Linked DNA regions of Mus musculus: all the other regions are linked to region 1. The links are chromatin contacts, called in public HiChIP or PLAC-seq and Micro-C maps. All regions are on one chromosome and are shown on one strand. Each heading gives the region's core, a stretch centred on a gene start, on an enhancer-like site or on the middle of the called end of the contact. The rest is flanking DNA. Distances are from core to core; before and after follow the strand shown.

The links. A called contact is a pair of places that touch in the nucleus more often than the background predicts. HiChIP or PLAC-seq counts read pairs in DNA pulled down with a chosen protein or histone mark.
Region 2: a contact with region 1 is called in a Micro-C map of embryonic stem cells, with 1.8 times the contacts expected there. The contact joins the enhancer-like site here to the promoter of Ugt8a in region 1. A contact is called at or near these places in 3 of 39 promoter capture datasets (cranial neural crest and liver), 2 of 484 Hi-C or Micro-C datasets (both in embryonic stem cells) and 1 of 115 datasets of contacts at active chromatin or transcription factors (embryonic stem cells).
Region 3: a contact with region 1 is called in an H3K4me3 HiChIP or PLAC-seq map of neural tube, with 4 times the contacts expected there. The contact joins the promoter of Arsj here to the promoter of Ugt8a in region 1. A contact is called at or near these places in 1 of 39 promoter capture datasets (embryonic stem cells), 2 of 484 Hi-C or Micro-C datasets (cerebral cortex and embryonic stem cells) and 2 of 115 datasets of contacts at active chromatin or transcription factors (neural tube and stem cell-derived neural progenitor cells).

What each region holds. Positions count from the first base shown.
Region 1 is chr3:125,936,762-125,940,355 of GRCm38.p6, forward strand. It overlaps Ugt8a (UDP galactosyltransferase 8A), which reads right to left and starts at 1,891. Exons shown (of 6, transcript NM_011674.5): 1 at 1,692-1,891.
Region 2 is chr3:126,447,673-126,451,266 of GRCm38.p6, forward strand. It overlaps the pseudogene Gm20568. Among named protein-coding and RNA genes, the nearest start is that of Gm46823, 19 kb to the right of the region's middle. Within about 2 kb of position 2,024, at least 10 of the 459 cell types and tissues checked have an H3K27ac peak or open chromatin away from gene starts, as enhancers often do. A contact at or near this core is called in embryonic stem cells, where this site is marked.
Region 3 is chr3:126,362,279-126,365,872 of GRCm38.p6, forward strand. Arsj (arylsulfatase J) reads left to right here and starts at 1,574. Exons shown (of 2, transcript NM_173451.3): 1 at 1,574-2,887. The coding sequence starts at 2,496. It overlaps Gm35408 (a long non-coding RNA gene), which reads right to left. Exons shown (of 3, transcript XR_376049.2): 3 at 3,275-3,507.

The DNA.
Region 1 (3,594 bases), core at 641-3,140:
AAACTATAAAGCATGGACTCCAAGAGTTCCATTCTCTCCAGTAGAAAAAGGCCAGGTTTTGTTAGTGCAGTTGTTCAAATGAGCCTAACAAAGCCGGGCTGTGGTTCTAAATGTCCAGACACTGTTTCACTATAGTTTAAAAGGGTTCCTATAGCGACAGATCAGACAACACTAGACTTGCACTTAACCTTGCCAGTGGCAGGTAAATCAGGCAATGCTGACCTAGTCACCATCTAGGAGAATTAAGAGTTGCTGAGCAGACATGGTCACTGGAAGGCCTCAAGCAAAGAAGAAACTGTTTCTTCTTCAGGGAAAATTAAACTAATTTGATTAACAAGAGTTCTGTTCTTACCACAAGCTTAAGTGTGATTTTTTTTTCAAAAAAAAAAAAAAACAAACAAAACAAAACAAAACGGCTAGGGACAATGCGTGACCCTTAATGCTATTAGAATCCTGATTATGCAAGACTTTCTAGACTGTCTCTAACGAATGTCCTTTTTAATCTAGGCTCATGGGTTAGTAAGCCTGCATTCAAGTGGGTATTTGTTTGGGGGAGGGGGGGAATGTGGCATTATAGATTGAAACAAGGGCATATTTGGCATCTAGCCAAATTGCAGCACATTCCTGTCATAAATTTAAACAAAGTTGTACAATTTGACAGCCTAAGATGATCCATTCCCGCCCTGCGCCCACCCCACCCCCCAAACTTAACTGTTTTTCTTGGAATCTTTTAATAGGGCAGACAGCCTTATGAAATATAAGTCTGTGCCCTGTCTTGACACTGTGTCACAACGGTGGAGGCTCAACAAAGGGTCAGGGTTTCAAAAGTCACCCCTGCCTTCCCTTGTGCTAATTCCTCCCGCAACAGAAGAGTTTCCATCTTTTCTTGAGTTTGGGAGACGCAGAGCACTGCGGTCCCTCCACATGCCCTTCAGAGCTCTAAAAGATGTTGCGCGCCTGGGTACCGCATCTGGGTACTGGGGGAAGCGGTGATCCTGTCCCTAAGTGCTGCAGAGTGGCATGTCCTCGGTATCCAACTTTTGAAACCCTCAAAGCCAATGCCCCGGAGCGCACAGGTCAGGTGCTGACCGGAGACACCTCCGAGCGTCCTTTTTGCCCGGACGCACTGCACCCTGGAGCGCTCAGCGCCGCGCTCACCGCCTGCAAGCCCGCAGCGCCCATCCCGGGCCGCGCCGCTCCTTAGCAGCAGGCGACCGCCCCGCGCGGCCCCCGGCCCGCCAACCCGCCAGCCTCTCCCCTCCTCACCCGGCCCCGCACTCCGGTCCGCCTTGCCCGGGCCACGAGCGACAGTGCTGTCTTCTGTCCACGACTGCGGTCACCGAAAGGTCCCGGGTGCAGGTCCCGGGTGCTCGCGCAGCCGGGGACAGTCCCTTCCCTGCGCAGCCCTCAGGCACTTTCAGACAGAAGGCGGCGAGCCGGAGAGTTCCAGGCGGCCGCCGCAGCCGCCCATCCCTGCCTCAGTCAAGTGCAAGGTCCCGCGTCGGGACCGACGGGCGCCCCCTTGATTCGCTCCCGCCGCAGGGTGACAAGACCGAACTCTCCACAGACCCCAACGCCGGGCGCCTCAGAGGGCGCCGGCGCTCCCTCACCTCGGACAGAGAACAACTGTGCATCCCGGAGCAGCTCCATTCCCCGTCCCCCCACCCCGGCTGCGGGCGCCCGCCGCTTACCGCGTCCTTCGGCTGCCGCGCGGGAGTTGGAGAGCGCCTCTGCCGCCGGACGGGGTCTGTGGAGCGCGCGTCGTCGCCCTCGGAGGCTGGGCGTGAGGGAAGCTGCGGCGCGCCTGCCGGGCTTAAGACGGGCGCTCTAGGGCAGGCGATGCTCCGCGGTGCCCCCCCTCGGGGCCGCAGCGCGCCTGCTCCTCCGCCGGGCCCCGCGCGCCCCGCCCCCTCTCCCCCTCAGCGCGCCACTACTGAGCGGGAGCGCGCCCAGGCCCGCGCGCGCCCCCGGCTTCCCCCCCAACCCCACCCCCCACCCCGCCCGCCCCTCAAGCCGTCTCTCAAACCTCCCTGCCGCGCGCTGCCTCGGCCCAGGACACCGATGCGCACGCGCCTCGACGGCGGCCAGAGATGCTGCGAGGCTGCACCTGCCATCAAAGTCTCCGCTCCAGACGCGCCTGCGCCCAGCCTCCTCCTCCTCTGCTTCGTCCGCTGCTTTTTTTTTTTCCCCCCCTCAGGCACTGGAAAGGAGCGGAGCCTGTAGAGCGCCGCTCGCCCCTTCCACTTCCTGTCGGTTGGCCCGAGAGAGCCGCTCCGTGAGGAGAGCGGTAGGACTGGGGCACACGCCTGCGCACACGTGGAGAGCCCGGAAAACGCCGGCCAGGGGCGCCAGGAAAAAGCCAACCGGAGCTTCTTTTGAAAGGGCCGTTAAAGTTCTGTCTGCTTGGGTCCTAGCTTCCTTATTCTGACTGGAAGTACTCAAGATGGTGTCCAGGTCAAGAAACCAACTTTGCCCAAAGAGCTTGAGGCCTCCGGTACCCCAGACACCGGAAGCCAATCCATCCCTTTAAGTGTCAATGGCAAAGTTACAGTTTCAGAAAATAGGAAAAGTTCCTTTGCTTTTATTCGGAACCCGTTGGGCAGTCTATTCTATACCCACCCCACCCCACCCCCACACACACACCAAACATACATACATACATACATACATACATACATACATACATACATACACACACACACATATACATCATTCAGGTCAAGCCTAAAGTCCAGAATCTGAAAGGTCTCCATGCAAATTTTGTGTTTAAATGTTCAGAGATGAAAACAGGCTGCCATCAATGTTATTTCCTTGCTTCAACTTGAGAGTCACATTTGGGACTTGGACCTCAAAAAAACAAAACAAAACAAAACAAAAAACAAACAAAAAAAAAACCCGGAAATTTCTGTAATGATAAAGGAAAAATATACTCTATATTGTTGTTCTTTTTAAGTCTATTTAACAAATGTAGTGCCCAAAGGTCATACCTATTTCAAAGGAGATAATGCACTTTTCTTCTTTTGTAAGTTGAAATAAGGAGATTAATATAGTTTATTTATTTATTTAAATTGCACTAGAAAAGTGCAAACAAGTATCGAACATAACAGATAATAAAAGTATATGAGCTGATCATGCTGTAATTTTTTTGTAAAACTTGCAGATAATGAAAAACGCATTCAATAATATTTTGTGTAGTTATCTTTTTTTTTTTTTGTATCTACGATCTGGCTATTAGTTGCCTTATTTATCACAACTCAGCACTGCAAGGGCATTCCACAACTTAAGTTTAGTATGACCTTTCATAAATTAGAATTGAATTATGCTTTTGGCTATTAAAGCAAAGAAATTATAAAAATAAAGCTCACTCTCTGTTTTAAAATACTCTAGCAACTGGCACTTAATATGATCAACAGGATGGTTAGATTAAATGAATGATGTTTGATATTTCTTTTCAGAGAAGGGAGCATTGTTTCCATGTTTAATCCATCCTTCAAGTTCCCACTCAAATTAACAGCAAGTGTCCGTACAGTTCAGGTTACAAAATGTTGCACTGGATAACATATTTGTGAAGGAAGTTTCAGCCAGGGTAAATTA
Region 2 (3,594 bases), core at 774-3,273, 510 kb after region 1:
GCTGTTCTTGCTGGCTTCTCTCAAACCCTGCCAGTCAGAAGTGGCTCTCCTCCGCCAGATCGCCGCCATCATGGACACGAGTTGCGTGCAGCCTATCAAGCTGGCTAGGGTAACCAAAGTGCTGGGCAGGACCGGTTCGCAGGGACAGTGCACGCAGGTGCGAGTGGAATTCATGGATGACACCAGCCGCTCTATCATCTGAAATGTCAAAGGCCCCGTTCGAGAGGGTGACATGCTCACCCTATTGTAGTCAGAAAGAGAAGCTCGAAGGTTGCGTTAATCTTGCAGCTGGTGGGGTTCTGGATATCCACTACTTAGCCCATGGAATGATCTGCAACTGTTAAATAAAGCATTTATATTTAAAAAAAAAAAGAAGTGGCTCTCTCTTCTGTTTCTTCTAGGCAATCATGTTTCAAAATCCAGTCCTTGTGGTGCAGGCATAGAATCCCAGTTCTCCGGAGGCTAAGGCAGGATGATTGCCAGGGTTCAAGGCCACCTGAACTATATACAGCAAGACTTTCTCGATTTAGAGAGAGAGAGAGAGAGAGAGAGAGAGAGAGAGAGAGAGAGAGAGAGAAGAAGAAGAAGAAGAAGAAGAAGGAGGAGGAGGAGGAGGAGCAGGAAGGAAGGAGGAAGAGGAGGAGGAAGAGCAAGAGGAGGAGGAGGAGGAAGGCAGCAAGAAAAGAATAAGAGAACAGAAAAGGGAATCATTTCAAACAAGCTATCATGATTGTCAGCAAAATAGATGAGATTTTGATGCAAAAAGAACTTGAAGTAATAGAGTTGATGTCATAAAAAAATTTACCAATAAACTTGCTTAAGAGACATTAGGTCACACAAAGTAGACTTCCTCTAAGGAGGCTCTGCCTCTAAAATACCCCAAAGATAAGCAGTGCACTAACCAGGTTTGCTTGGAATAAACCCAAATTTAGGACTGCTAGCATGTAAATGGTGATCAGAATTGATCAGATATTTGGCTTCATTCCCATAACAAAGGAGACAATCCTGACTTGTAGTGAGTCATTAGGCTCTTTTGCCTATGAAAGACTTCTATCAGGCATATCTTAAGCCCTGGTCCACATAAAGCCCTCTTTATTTTCTTAAGGAAAGCATAATTCAGCCATGTTTGGCAAGATGACCTTATGTGACAATTATTGGGAAAAAAAACCAACACCACAGGTTTACAAAATAATCCTGGCAACATCTTTACAGTGAAGTCTCTCATCTGCCTAAACTGCCAGATTACAGTCTCCTGTCTCTGTTTAAATTGTTCAAATTGTAACCTGGGGCCAGGACCTGGAAAAGGTTTAAGTATATCCATGTAGGTGGAATGTATAAACGTACAGTCTAAATAGGTTAGTCAAGTTTTCTGTTTGAGGCTAGCTCCTTTTTGGGTATTAGCCAAAACTAGATGCATACTACAACTAAAGAGCTTTTTGCTTACTTTTGTTCCTGTGTATGTGGAGTGAATTCTCACTGGGAGCCAGGATCGATTTTTCTGCTTAGGTTTCACTTCTATCCGTTATCTCAAAGAAGAGAGTCTTGTAGAACATGTCAGAGTCCACCCAGCACAGCAATAATGTCAAAGCATATGTTCAAAGCTCCTGCAAGGGTCAAGAGTCACTATTAGATAAGAACTATGCATTTGGGAACCAAGAGTTTAATAAAAGAAAGCACACCTGCTGTGTCCCTGCCCCTCCTATCTGAGCAAAAAACACCTCCTTCCCCTTCCACCTTTTAATTTTAAGTGGGGGTAGGGAGCTTCGTGCGTGTGCGTGTGCGTGTGCGTGTGCGTGTGCGTGTGCGTGTGCGTGTGCGTGTGCGTGTGCGTGTGTGTGTGTGTGTAGACATATCATTTTCCTCTATCGCTCTCCATCTTGGATTTCTAACAATGTCTCTCACTGAACCAGCATTTATTTACCAGTTGTCTATTGAATTCTGGGGATCCAGTTTGCCTTGCACTGCACCACCACTGGAGCTGAGGTTAGAGATCACTGTGAGTGTGTGTTTGAGTATGAATGACCCAAACTCTGGTCTTCCGGTTTCCACAGCAGGAACCACACTGACTGCACCACCTTGGCTTCTCATTTGCAAGCCTTTGAAACACAAATGAGTTCTCTTAGAAAGCTAAGAGTTTGTGAAAAACCCAGCCTGACAACCCTTTGGCTCTGAGGAAAATAATGATGTTTACTAGCCTTTCTAAACCATTTTCCTTTACCCAGATGCTGGTAACATTTGCTCAGAAGACTCTTTTCTGAAACATGAAAATATTTGCTTTAACATTGACCAGTGACTGTCTGTGGGTACAGGTTAGGACAGGGATTAGGCACAAATAGGAGTGAGGTAAACTTTGGGGATAAAGTGAGTATTTTATAACTGAACCATAGGGATGGCTGTACAACTGCATAGGTAATATTCTAAAAATTCGCAACCTGTACACTTAAAAACAGCAAACTATACAGTATACATAGGGTTAAATGAAAATTGCCACTAGGGAAATTGTTTACAGTTAATAAGTTTCACAAAAGATTAGTTCCTGAAACACATAAGAAATTTATACACATCAATAAGAGAAGTACAAAGTTCATCATGAAAGATAACACAGATCCATGACAATGAGCTCAGAGCCATCAAGCGTCAAAAAAAATATACATAAAAATCATAGTACTCCAGCTATGCACTACTATGGGAAGGCTACAATGAAATGAGACTATAAAATATTAGTGATTATGGTAAGCATCTGAAAAGAGTCTAATTCAATAAAACCACTTCATCTGACTTCTTTTGGCCATGCCAGTGAAGATGAGTACATATGGAATATTTTTGGTTACATCAAGATGTCTGTGTGTGCCATTACAGCACAGAATGTGTACTTTTATGTATATACTTACAAAAGTGTGTTTTATATATTCACTAAAATTTGTATAAAAGTGTAGAAATTCATAACAACAGTATTCTTAGTAGCTTAGTGCTGGAAAGTTCTCCAAATAAGCACGAGTTGGAGCGCAAACGTGATAAACTCATACACTGGAATGCTATTCTGATGAGGAAGGAGTATTAGGTGATTATTAAAAGGGTACAGTTGGGACTTCTGGGATGTAGTAGTTTGAATAGTAATGGTCCCCATACATTTAAATGCTTGGGCTTGGTCCCCAGGGTATTGTACTGTCTGGGAAGGATTAGGAGGTGTGGTCTTTGTTGGAGGAGGTGTGTCACTGGGGTAGGCTTTGGAGTTTCAAAAGCCCAAGCCATTTCCAATTTCTCTCTCTCCATCATCATCTACTTGAATATAGAATGTAAGCGCTCTGCTACCATTACCATGTCTGCCTGCCTGCTGCCCTGCTTCCCCCTGTGATGGCTATGGACTCACTCTCTGAAATCTAACCCTCAATATACTCTTTCCTATGTAACTTGCCTTGGTCATGGTGTCACTTCAGAGCAATTAGAAAAGTAACTAAGACTTTAAATTTTGTCAGTGTTTTAATCTGAGAGCCATTTCTTTAAATACTGTCATGCTTTTACGTTTTTTTGCTCCATATAACTATGATTATGTGAATTCCTGTACTTGTGTTACACTTCTCTCTTATACACCTC
Region 3 (3,594 bases), core at 324-2,823, 430 kb after region 1:
TTGGAAATGCTTGTTATTGTCACATGGAAACACAGACGACCCTCCTGCCATGTTACTCATTAGCTCTCCAACTGAAAATAGCTGGGTCTGTTGGAGTGTGTACATCTTTTCCACTCCAGCACCCACCCCACTAGACCAGTGAAGTCGGAATCCCTACCTCTCTGTGCTTTTAATCTCCCAGTAGAACTGACTCTTTTTAAATGTTTGGAAATTTAAACTTAGAGAGTTGTTACTCTCAATTCTAAGCATGTCTTCTAAATCTCAACGTCTCTCCTGGAAGCAGCCAGAATAAGCCACTGCCTGCTCATGTTGGCAAAATTAGCTGCATGAAACAGCATTCTGTCTCCCAGTTTAAGTTTCCATTTCACCAAGTTTGCCTGCAAAGTTGACAGGAACTGTGTAATAGCAGAAGGGAATTAAAAGTAACAGCTAAATGAAACTTGGAATTATGACTTAGTCATTAATTGAATCTTGCATGTTGTATGCCAGGCTATACTAGGTGTTCAGTAAGAAAGTGTTGAAAACATTGGGAATAACATATATATACACCGCTTTTGGCATTGATGCCTCTTCTATAAAGATCCTGCCTCTGGGCAGTGTTTTAAACGGTTCTAACTATGGTAAAAAATAAAGTATGTTTTCTCAGTGAAAGCAATCTTTTATTGTAGGGAGAGGAGAGAAACAAAAGAAAGGAGATATAAATGGAAAGAGAGAAAGGGAGAGAGAGGGGAGGAATGAGAAGAGAATACACGGTGATATTATGTTCACTACAAAACAAATCCAAAGGCTGGAGGCAGAGCTCAGCTGGCAGATGGCATGGGGTTGACTCAACATTATATGACAGTACGCCGAGGGTGTGTGTGTGTGTGTGTGTGTGTGTGTGTGTGTGTGTGTGTGTTCACTCAACACTATATGAACCTGGCTTCGAGAAATCTTACAGTCTGGGGAAGTGGAGACAGGAGCATCAGATGCTCAGAGTTACCATCAGGTATGTAGTAAGTTCCAGGTTAGCGCATGAATCGCTGACTCGACACTATGCGACAGATGGGCTTCCTTCTTCGGGGTGTAACCTTCCTCTCTTTCTACATTCTTGGCGGGAAAAACCAAGTTTGGAGAGAGGCAGAAAGCCTACATTCTTAACATCTTCACTAAGGAAGAGAGTGATGAGACCGGAAAAGTCAACTGTTGACAGAAAAAGTACTAGTTTAAAAGTTGCACTTGTGGCTGTCAGTAAAAATAAAGAGAAAAGAAAAGAAACGGCAAAGCCAGGGAGGGATGGGAATGGGTGGCGGGTGGAAGGGGGGGGGGTGCAGTAGTTGAGCAATGAAGGAAAACCAGCCACAGAGTGTTCTGTGCCATCTGTTGATTCTCCTGCTCTCTTCTCACTCGCTCCAGTAGCTTCCAACGTTTCGGGATGGACAAGGGGCATCGTCTATGGGCAGACCCACAGAAAGATGGTCTTTCACCTGCACTGAGGAGTCTCACTGGGGACCCCAGGGAGCCGCCCCGCAGCAAAGCCGCCCTTCTCGGGTCCATCCTTTTCCTCGCAGAAAGGAGGGCGGAGAGCCAGCGCCTCCCCGGCCTGGGCCCGCCCTCAACCAGCAAGCATGGATCTCCGGCTGCGACTGCCTGGCGAACAGAGGAGGAAAGCACAGATGGCTAGAACTAAGTCAGCCACCCAAGGGCACGCTGGAGCAGCTGCAGCACCCACAGGGGACACGTGCGCTCTGCGATCGCCGCCCAGGACTCTGTGAATGTCCCCAAGCGCTTCGGGGTAGAGAAGGAATTGCTGAAGAGGAGGCCGGCTGGGGCAGGATCCTTTCTCACTTCGGGGGCCCGGAGAGGGGTCAAGAAGATTGACAAACGCTCAGCGGAAAATGGGGAACTAGCCTTGAAAAGGTAGGAGTAGCGGCCAGCAGGAAGAAGGTCCCCTCGGCTCAGCCTGTCATTCATCCATAAGCAAGGGGTTCCTTGGGGCAACTTGGCAAGGCTTCCCGGGTGCCTGGAACGCTGGACCGATGTCAGTCCCACCACGCCTGGTGCTTGCCTGCGCATGGACACAGTCCTGCTCCCCGAAGATGTGGAGGATGATATGACTGCCAGACGTTCCTGTCCTGTGTGGCTCTCAGTCCCTTTCTTGTCCTTTATTATTTTTATTATTTCTTCGTGAGAACTTTTGGGTGAAGATGCTAACTTTTTTTTTCTTTCCTGCAAGCTGCCGGGTGATGTTAGGAGGTAAAAGAAAAATTGAAAAGTAAAGAACTGCAAGTCAGTGAAGAGGACATCTGCTCCCTTCTAGTTTTTCCAATGTTCATGAGTTAAACCGTTACCTCCAGAGGATTGAAGTTGTGGGAAGTGGTGGCATCTGGGGAAGGGAGCAGGATTCCCTCGCAGCCTTCCTTCAGCTGTCTCTACCCCTTCGCATGTATGAGTGGACCAGCAGCAGCAAAGGGGGCAGGGTTCTGCTTGTGGAGTCTCCTGTGGGACCAGAGTGAATGGCCCCCAGGGACAGTGCGGAGCCTCTGCCTCCGCTATCTCCACAGGCCTGGGCCTGGTCTGGAAAGTTCTTAGCGATGGGTGCCCTGGCAGGCTTCTCGGTCCTCAGCCTGCTCACCTATGGCTACCTGTGCTGGGGCCAGGACTTAGAAGAGGAGGGGTCCCTAAAAGCTCAAGTTGATGAGAGACCTGAAGCAGGCACAGCAGGCACCTCCCAGCCCCATCTCATTTTTATCTTAGCTGATGATCAGGGATTTAGAGATGTGGGTTACCACGGATCTGAGATAAAGACGCCCACCCTTGATAAACTCGCTGCAGAAGGAGTTAAGCTAGAGAACTACTATGTCCAGCCTATTTGCACACCGTCCAGGAGCCAGTTTATTACCGGAAAGTAAGTGTTACCACTTTTATGTATTACTTGGAAAACTCTTAGGCCTTTATTTAAAACTGGTTTCTAATTTAAGAGAGGATCTAAAAGTATGTGGGAAACAATCCAATGAATGAACAAGAGAATGCATGAATGAATGAATGAATGAATGAATGAATGAACAGCCCCTCGCATTAGTGTCAATACCCCGGCCCTAATCTCCTCCCTTTCCTTTCCCTGACAGCCAGCTGTGAGCTTTTGAATGGTGTCAGTATTTTTACACTCGTCCATCAACCAGAGACCTCCGTGGTTGCTACTTCCCAATCTGTTTTGATTGTCAAGCGCATTCACATTCCATTTCAGGTATCAGAACAGAATCCACAGAGGAAAAAAAAATGCCACTTACAACTCTTAGTTTGTCACAAAATTTAGGGATTGAATGTTTGAAACCCCAGGTCATCACAGAGAGAGCAGAGGTCACAAAAGCAGGAAAGGTGACACAGAATATGACGGGTGTGGGATAGAATTCTGCCTCCATCTTTGTTGGGTGCTTTCCTCTCATGGTGTTGTACTTGTCTGCCAAGGCAGTTCTCAAAATGCCGTGGGTTCCGTGGGATTTGCTGTTGCTGCTGCTGCTCCTCCTCCTGTGTGGGGAAGGGTTCTGAGTTACTCATGCAGCTCAGGGGACGAAGAAATGTTGTCAATAGTTTGCTAAATGGCTCATCTCCTTA